Linked DNA regions of Triticum aestivum: region 1 is linked to region 2. The links are chromatin contacts, called in public Hi-C maps. All regions are on one chromosome and are shown on one strand. The core of a region is the stretch at or near the end of the contact, and the rest is flanking DNA. Distances in the headings are between cores, read along the strand shown. Region 1 has its middle 26 kb from the start of LOC123055288. Region 2 holds the start of LOC123055280.

Evidence for each region. Hi-C and Micro-C count contacts between places; a contact is called where the count stands out from the background.
Region 1: a Hi-C map of leaf shows a contact between it and region 2, with 5 times the contacts expected there. The contact joins the enhancer-like site here to the promoter of LOC123055280 in region 2. A contact is called at or near these places in 4 of 5 Hi-C or Micro-C datasets (leaf and an unstated tissue) and 1 of 1 datasets of contacts at active chromatin or transcription factors (leaf).

Annotation. Positions count from the first base shown.
Region 1 is chr1A:447,908,095-447,912,559 of IWGSC CS RefSeq v2.1, forward strand. No RefSeq gene overlaps it. Among protein-coding and RNA genes, the nearest start is that of LOC123055288, 26 kb to the right of the region's middle. Within about 2 kb of position 2,082, at least 1 of the 8 cell types and tissues checked has an H3K27ac peak or open chromatin away from gene starts, as enhancers often do. A contact at or near this core is called in leaf, where this site is marked.
Region 2 is chr1A:447,742,481-447,747,272 of IWGSC CS RefSeq v2.1, forward strand. LOC123055280 reads right to left here and starts at 1,339. Exons shown (of 10, transcript XM_044479278.1): 1 at 1,000-1,339; 2 at 302-481; 3 at 1-204. The coding sequence starts at 1,197.

The sequences.
Region 1 (4,465 bases), core at 832-3,331, 170 kb after region 2:
TAAGCTACGGGTTAGAATTATTGAAGAAGGGGCTGTTATGGTGAGTGGGGAATGGGAAAAGTATACGTATATGGAGGGACAATTGGATACAGAGACCATTCTTGTATAAACCCTTCTCTCTGCAGGGGAGATGCCGTATAAGATTTGTGTCGGGCCTACTAACGAAGGACTGATCATGGAACTATGCATTGTTGAGGAAGTTCTTCGCTATGGCGGATGTGTCTGAAATTGTAAAGATATGTACGAGTCCTGGCATGGAGGGTTGGCTGGCTTGGGGACCCGGGAAGTTGGGACAGTTTTCTGTCAAGAGCGCGTATGATCTAGGATTTGAAGAAGCCCATAGAGAGGCAGCAGTTTCATCGAGCACTAACCCTTCAGGAGGGCGAGCCTGCTGGAATTATATTTGGTCGTGTGATATACCCCCGACAGTGTGGAATTTTGCTTGGAGACTGGCTACAAACTCACTGCCTACTTGGCAGAAGAAAAATAGAATCGGGCTGGAAATATACGGGGAGTGCCCTATTTGTGCAAGGGAAGTTGAGGATAATTTTCACCCCTTTTTAGTCTGCCCTGGTGGCAGGCAGTTATATGCAAAGATGGCTACGGTTTGGACCTTGCCAGAGATGCGTTCAATTAAAAAACAGGGAAAGAATGGCTACTTCACACACTGGAGCCGTTAGATCGTATTGCAAGATGCATGTTGTTGATGACTCTCTGGAGGATATGGTTCGTTCGGAACAAAGTGGTACACAATAAACCTCCTCCACCGCTAGAAGTTTCAGCTCGGTTTCTTGAGAGTTATTTGGATTCGATTCTTGGCATTGAACTTAACCAGAATGTTGACCCAAGGAAGGGAAAGGCATTGATCTCCTTTTCCTCTGATGTCGACAGAAATACTAGCTCGCCAACTAAATATGGCTCTAGATGGATGCCTCCGGCGAGGGGATGGATGAAGTTGAATTGTGCTGGTTCATATGGTGTTGCTGGAGGAGCAGGTGCAGGAGCGATTCTTAGGAATGAAGATGGCGCCATTATTTTTTCTTTGTGCAGGAAGCTAAACTTGTGCCGAGATGTGTTAGAAGCAGAACTAAGTGCATGTAAGGAGGGCCTCACCACTGCGCTCCAGAGGAACAATACAGCCATACAAATTGAGTTGGGGTCGAAGAGTGTAGTGAAGATGACCAACAGCACGAAAGTTGATAGATCAATATACGCCCACTTGGTGTTTGACATTAAGCAGCTAATTGGTAGCTGTAATTCTTGTATCTCCTTTGGTAGTATTTCTCAAAATAAAGCTAGTGCTTGGCTGGCGAACTATGCTATGTCTTCTGGTAGAACTATGACCTGGCTTGGAGCAGGTCCTCCGGAGGTCCTAGGAATAGCATCCGATGATTGTAATACGTCGGTGATTGAGTAATGGAAGTTTTATTTCTGCAAAAAAAAAAACAGAATCAGAGGGTTTTCGAGCAAAAGGATTTGACGACACTCGTGCTGACGGCATTGGTCAAGGAGAACGTCAAGTGTTTCAGCGAGGCTACGATGAGGGTACCCACTCTGGGTTTGGGATGTAATGATTTTGTTTTGAAGGCTGGTGTTGAGTGGGTAATTCGCCCGGAATTTTCTGGTTGTCAATTCAAATTTGTATGACTTCTGTTCTTCTATAATGCAAAGGCAGAGTTCCCGCTGTTCACGCCAAAAATAGATCAAAATGAAGTCACTCGTGGGGAGGAGAAAATTTGTTCAAGATCCAGGCCTAAGCTTAATTTCTTGTTTGTTTTTTTTTTGGCCTCGATGAGACGATGAGACGTCGATCGGTTTGTGATGGTACGGGTGGCATGAGACACACGTTTTCATGAGGACGGGGGCGGGGGGTCCATCTATCGTATGGACATGCGGGGCTCGGGACCAATATATCGGTCGTGGTCGTTTTCCAACTTCCGTGGTGGCCTATGCCTCATCTCCTCGTCTCTTGCATTTGCATTTTGCGGCAGGAGCGACCGTCCCGGACCCCCACGGCTGGACCTCCGGTCTGCAGTCCACCTCTGTGTTGGTCTCGTGGAGAGGCCGAAAATGACTCGACCGATCCAGCAAATTGGCCGGGACACGCGGGGTTCACCGAGCCGACGACCTTCTCGGCGCGCTGTCACGCGTATAGGGACAGGCACGTTACCATTTGACTGCATGTACATCTTTCTTCCTTTCTTTTCTCGGCAAAGCCATTGACTTCATCGATCCGGAGGATTTCATTAGAGAAAAACGCTGATTGTGCATCTCTGGGTCGACCGTGACTGCTCACTATCTCAAAATCCCGAGTACACCTACGCCATCGTATGCGCGGATTCACACTTAAGGCTCCGCTTGGATTAGCGTTTGGCCTCTCAATACCCCTGTAAAAACGATACAGACCTCTAGGCGTCGTTTTTTCTCCCGGCGAAACTCACGCTGCGGCCGGTATAATACAAGTGTATACAAAATCCGGATGTAATATCTTACACCGAATCCAAGCGGGCCCTAAGACTATTATTAGATACAGGAGCTGCGAGACACTTTAAAACTAACCAAATCATCGCAAATATCTTGCTAGCTGGTGACAGGAACAACGCGAGACGTCAAACCTAGAGTTTGATCCTTTTTTTTTCTGGGCGAAAATGATTAGACTTATTATAAAGATTCACTGAAAATACAAGACACCTCAAATATAACAAAAATTACATCGGGATTCGTAGACCACGGAACGACCATTGTCGACGCGCCGCTGTCGCCGCTCCCATACCGGAGACTTGAGAATATGTGATTGCTCCTCTATCCCCATCTCTCTTCTTCATCGGAATTTTTTTATTTTAATTCTTTTTTCTGTGGGGAAAAAATGGGAGTTTTATTTCTTAGGTAATAGGATTACAATCTACTAGCAAGAGCTCCTCTATATAGGGAGAACCTCTTTGAAGCCAAATAGCGGTACAAGACTCAGTACGATTGTAATTAGCTAGACAATTTGATATCCTATTTTGAGACCTATTAAGATAGACACACACAAACACAAGCTTTCCTCGTCAAAAAAAGACGCACGCATGCATGTCGTAAATTTACTTTCTTTGGTTCTTGGTTGTGTGTATATTGTAGCGTGTACTACTATTAAATTCTACAGTCCATTACTCTAAAACCGACTCCTAATACAACATCTGTGTTAAACCACATCACCCAAAAAAGTAGTCGCTTGGTTATATCAAGAATCAATCAAATTCAATGGGTCTTGCAGTCAGGCCTACAAACAGACATGTCCTTTGATTAAAGGACACATCCTTTGGTGAAAGGATGTCTCTCAAAACGAAGACATGTCTCTTGGTAAAAGGATGTCTCTTGGTGGAAAGACCTGTCTCTTTGCAAAAAAATATGATTGGTGAAAACATGTCTCTTCATGAAAAGACATATTAGAAAACAATGAAAAGAAATGCAATAATTATTAAATTAACTTGTTACAAAATCCAATATGTAATTTTCTGAAGGATGCAACCATAAAAATTGCACCTTTACAAAGAAAACCAATGTACCTAAATTTAATATTGTAATTTTTGTGCATTTTAACTACGTTTGGACTTTGCAACCTCATGCTTAAGAAATACAGTCTTTTTATAAATATTTTATAATAAACTCACTAAGACATTTAATAATATCCGCAGCAAAGCATGGGCTTTACACTACTGAATAACATTAAGCTACAGTTCAAGTCGGCAATGAAAAGTGGGACCATGAATAGAACTAGTATTAGCTCCAAATGAGTAACTATTTGGTCAATCGTTTAATATTCAACTCACTTATGTCATCTAGAGACGATAAAAGAACCACCCACATGAATGATCAATTGATGGATCTTAAATGATTTATAGACAGTAGCCACTGAGTAGAACAAAGTATTAAGACAACAATGTCAACTCTAGAAGTATTAGCCATTGAGTCTTCATGAAGAGTCACTCTTAGTTATTGTTGATGGTTGATACTTGATTGGCCGAGAGAATAGAATATGAATTTCAATATATGTGTGTTACCACGCTATCCTAGGACCTATTCACTCTAATTCAATTTTTGAAACACACACGGGGCGAAAAACTCAAAGATACTCTTCATTCATGCTAGTAGTGGTAAATCCATGAATTTAATCTAAATTATTTTCTTACACTAAATAAATAAACATCCGAATTCGGGATCATTCCATGAGTCCCATTTCAAAGCATGTCCTTTAAGGGGAAATGAAAATAAAATTAACCATCGTTTCCCATTTGCTCTCTATTTCATGGGTGGAAGAACTAAAATAGAGGAAAGACGAATAAGAAAAGTATATTTTTTGCACAAGCCATAACTCATAGGACACTTTCTAATAGAAAAATTAAAGGTCAAAACATTTCCTCGGAATATGTGGACATCAGGTAAGTTGGGAAGGTATGCATCGCGGATCCATAGTCATCCGCAC
Region 2 (4,792 bases), core at 89-2,588:
GAGGAGCAGCGTGGTAGGGCCCGCCGACACCGTGTCCACCATCACTTGCTGCGCCGTGGGCTGCCGGAGCGGCGCGTACCCCCGGTGGCCCTGCGGGAGGAAGCCCCTACGGAGGCCGCCGTTGGTGTCGGTGTCGAGGCGCCCGCCACGGCGTCCCGGCGGGACGGCTTGCCGGTATCGGCAGCCGCCCACCGTCGACATGCCCTGCCGTACGTAATCTTTTTAGCAAGCTTGTAAATTAATAATGGTAATTCGTGGCTTCGGCGCTTCGCCGGCCGCCGATTCATCGATCAGTACGTACCTGGTCTATCAGGGGGAGGTAGCCGCCGACGTCGGGGTGTATCTCTCCAGCCTCCGATATGCCGCCGTCGCCGCCGACGCCGACGGCAATGTCGTCGCGGCCCATCATGTAGAGGATGTCGTAGAGCTGGTCGACGCCGTGGCCGGCGTCGATCCATGCGTTGGCGCTGATGGTAATGGCCTACGCACAGTGTACGTACGTTCACATCACAACTTATCAGAGTAATGCACTACTACTAGTAGAGTCTAGAGAGGGAGAGAAAATCCGACGCAGTCAAAGGCCAAGATGCGCCATCGTTGTCCTATCTAAATGGCTTCCTCTTTTCCTCTCCAAAGATTGAACGCCTTCCTCTTTCTCTCTCTGAGAAGAGTGTAAACCGCCTCTCCTTTTACAAACCTATAATTAACTAATCGGCAATGTCGACAATGCAAACAATCATTCGAGCCGGCGCACGCGCGCATGCATACGACGATGGAGAGATCCAGCGGCCGTTTTCCACCAAAAGGTAACGTATATGCACGAGCGAACACGACCGGGCCGATGCGATCAGCAGAACATTCTGATTCGCAAATACAAAATTTTTAAAAAATCACCAGGACAGATGATCGGAGATCGATTACTGGGAGGCGATTACGAGTGCCACGACGCATAGCATGCAGCACGAGAGCGGGACGGAGGAGGACACGGCACCAAATTACCTTGACGTCGAATTGGGAGCGGTCCTGCTTGAGGATGTAGAGCAGCGCGAAGAGGTCGTCGGTGTCCATGTCCGTGTCCACCAGGATCCTCCTCGGCGGCGGCGCCCCCGCCGCGGCCACGCCGGCGACCGCAAAGAGGGACACCAGAGCCACGGCGGCCGTCCATGACGGTGAACTCGTCCTCCTCGCCTTCTCCATGAGGAGAAGGCGGTGCTACGACTACTACGGACTATACTAGGGGGGCGGTTGCCAGTTGGTGCCTAGCTCTCTAGCTATGGCTTTCTGCATGATGGGTGCGCCTCTTATGGGAGAGAAGATGGTTCGATCGCGTCCTTCTCCGTGGGCATTAATGGGAGGGGATTGGAAACAATTGTATACGGGTACGATTATTAATAACCACAATCACGCAAATGCAAGGATAAGCACGTTTCTTGGACCGTCGACCGATCCATCCATCGACGGCTCGGATCGAAAGCTCGACCCTATTTTGTTTCGACACCATCGTTTCAGATGTGAGGAACTACAAGGGGCATCTCAGGGGTTTATCTAATCGTATATGGTCATGGACACGTTCGAACGTATGCGCGGTCACATCTCTTCTTGTCTTAAACTTCCTACTTTTTTAAGGGCATCCATCTCATTTGTATATGTTAAACATCACGTAATAATCACATCCGTTCGACCACATCTATTCAATGGCCTACATCGCTCTGATGTTTAGCACTAAACACGTTTAGCACCCTCCATTAATAAACAAAATACATAATATCAATGTTAGTAGCATTAGCCAAGTAATTGTATTCTACCTAATATTAACATGCAATTTATATCTTGCTAATATTAACATGGAATACTTCTAATATATATATATATATATATATATATATATATATATATATATATATATATATATATATATAGAATACAATTAATATATTGCTTGATACTAACGTGCATTGCACATACACAATTACTCCCTCCATCTCATAGTGTCAAAAAAGTCTTACATTGTTGGACGGAGGTAGTACTAGTTTACCAAAGTACTTCTAATAAGATAGTATTTGAAAAGACCTTCTCGGATGTGGCATTGGCCGTTGCAACTTGCGAGTCAACGCGTTGTAAGTAGAAGAGGGCATCGTGGTAGCGCGCCATGGCGACCGCCTCGTTGTCTTCCGTATCAGTTGCCTGGACTTTGGCCTCGACGGCGGCCTTGTGGGCAACGTACCGGCGGGCAGCGGGGATGCGTTCATCCCGACACCGGATAGGACATCAAGGGGCATTGGCCATGATCTCCTCGGAGTTGTGGCGGGTGGCAGCCTAGCATTCAGCAACATCAGGGACAACAACGACCCGGTGACGGGCAGCGAATTCCTCCTCCTTGGTGACCCGAAGGGTGGCGCGTACCTCGCTCTTGGCTCGGGAGGCATCATGGGGCGGTGCTCCCTTCCTCCTCCTTAGCTTTAGGCGACACACTCCTCGCGAGTGAGGGCAACGCTAGGGGCGGTGCTCCATGGCATGGCGGATCAATGCGGAGACGGGCAACCCTCTTGGTGGTCTGAAGGGAAACATGGCAAGAAAGAGAGGGTGGCGACATGACGAAGGTGAGGTTGGTGAAGTGTGGCGAACAAAGAGGACAACCGGGGAAAACTTATGGTTTTAGCGGAGGGCTCCAACAGGAAATCAGGCAGAAGGGGAGGGATTCGGGGGTAAATGGAATGGGTGTGCCTCGGGGTGGGGTTTTGGGTAGGGCACGCGTGTCCAACCTGACAGCCCGGACATGTCCGGGCAACCCCGTTTCCTCACGTATGGGTTTGAATTGGGCATTCATAGATCTTCTGGATATTTGGAACAAGTTTGGAAACCTCATTGGGCAATCTTTTTTGTGTCCGCACATGTGCAAACGAACATACGGGGAAAGTGGGCTATGTCCTATGAAAACCAACCAATATTCAGTCCTATTTTTCTTATACAAGTATCCAGGTCTAAGCTTTTTTTTCAAGGAAAAACTTCCAATCTATTCATCAAACATCATGGCAGTACAAAAAGTACCAAAATAAAAAAAATACATCCAATGTCAATAGACCACCTAGCGTCAAGTACAATCATTGGAGTGAGCCGTCATCGCCCCTCACCCACCAAAGCAGGGCAACCCTTGTTATAGTAGACAGTCGAAAAGTCGTCATGCTAAGACCCCAAAGGACTAGAGTAGCAACCATCGCCAATGGGGAGAAGCGTAGATTAGAAAGATCCAACTTAGAGACACACAAATGCAGATGAAGGAAGACCGGATCCATGCAGATTCACCAAAGACAAACACCGACCAAATTCCGCAAGATCCACCGGAGACAACCCTCCACGCGCCCTCCAATGACGTGGGATGCACCACTGGGATGGAGTGTCGTGAAAAGAACTTTATCCCATCTTCAGAGAGCCGTCGCCGCCTCACCTTTTTGAGTAGGACACAAAACCTAAACAGATTAGAAAACACATAAAAGCAAAGTAGGAGCCCTTCGACTGGTAAGGGCCCAGGATCCACCATGCCTCTATGGGCCTAAGGCCACAGGAGACGAGCTGGCCGGAGGCATGAAAACCATAGATGCCTGAAGTCACTTGTGGGAAAAGTTTGGTCAACTGGAACAAGTTTGCTCGCCTGGAAGATATGGGGGATTGGGAATCAAGAACATTGAATGCTTCAGTCGAGCCATGCAGATACATTGGGATTCCGTTGGCATGAAGGGAACAGACCATGGAAAGGATTTGCAACATCATGTGATGACACAAATAGGCAGTTGTTCTACAATTGCACTAAAATTCAGTTGGGAGATGGGAGCATTGCAAGTTTCTGGAAAGGCCAATGGTTTAACAGTGAGGCACCAAATATAGTGGCTCATAAATTGTTCAAATAGGCAAGGTTCAAGAAAGTTACAGTTAAGGATGGGTTGCATACTGGAAGGTGGATGCAAGGGCTCCAAAGAATGGACAATAAGGAGCGGTTGGCTCAGTTTGTCAAATTATGGAAAGGGGTGCAAATGATCAATTTGTTGGCGGAGAAAGACACCATCGTTTGGAATCTCACTGTCAATGGGGCCTACACCACACACTCAGCTTATGAGGCTTAGTTTCTGGCAAAGATTGAACAATCGGGATCGGCAAGGGTGTGGACATGTAAGATGGAAGGAAAAGTGAGGTTTTACACGTGTTTTGCTGCAAAATAGGAACTGGGCGACCGATTGATTGCACGCGAGAGGATGGCCTCACAATGATCTATGCAAACTCTGTGACGAAGAGCTTGAAACCTTTCACTCCTTGCTCTTCAGCATGTACTCATGCGAGGGACTCTCAAATCTCTATTTCATACCATAATCTTTCGATCCCTTTACCCGTTTAACGAAGTGATTGATAGCAGGGCTAGACAAAAAAAAGGTCTCACGAAGAAACAAATCCTTTTTGACCACCATACATTGCGAGGATCAGGAAATAGAATAATCATGAATTTCGTGTAATTGGCCAACCTGCTAAGGTAGCTAAAGTAATGATAAATCTGGTTAATAAAATAGATCCTAATGAAAGTCCATCGACTCTCAGTCTCTAGTGCAAATCAAAGATATCTATCCATTTATAATCCTCCTTGAATTGGATTAAGGGATCCTCCAGTAGGAAATGATAACAGAACGCGTAAGTCATTAGAAGGAATTGTAATAAATAAATAGATATAGTGTACCACCTAATGATTTTTTTGATGAGGTAAAAAGAAAAATAATAAACCTTCAAATATCAGCAAAACAATATGTAT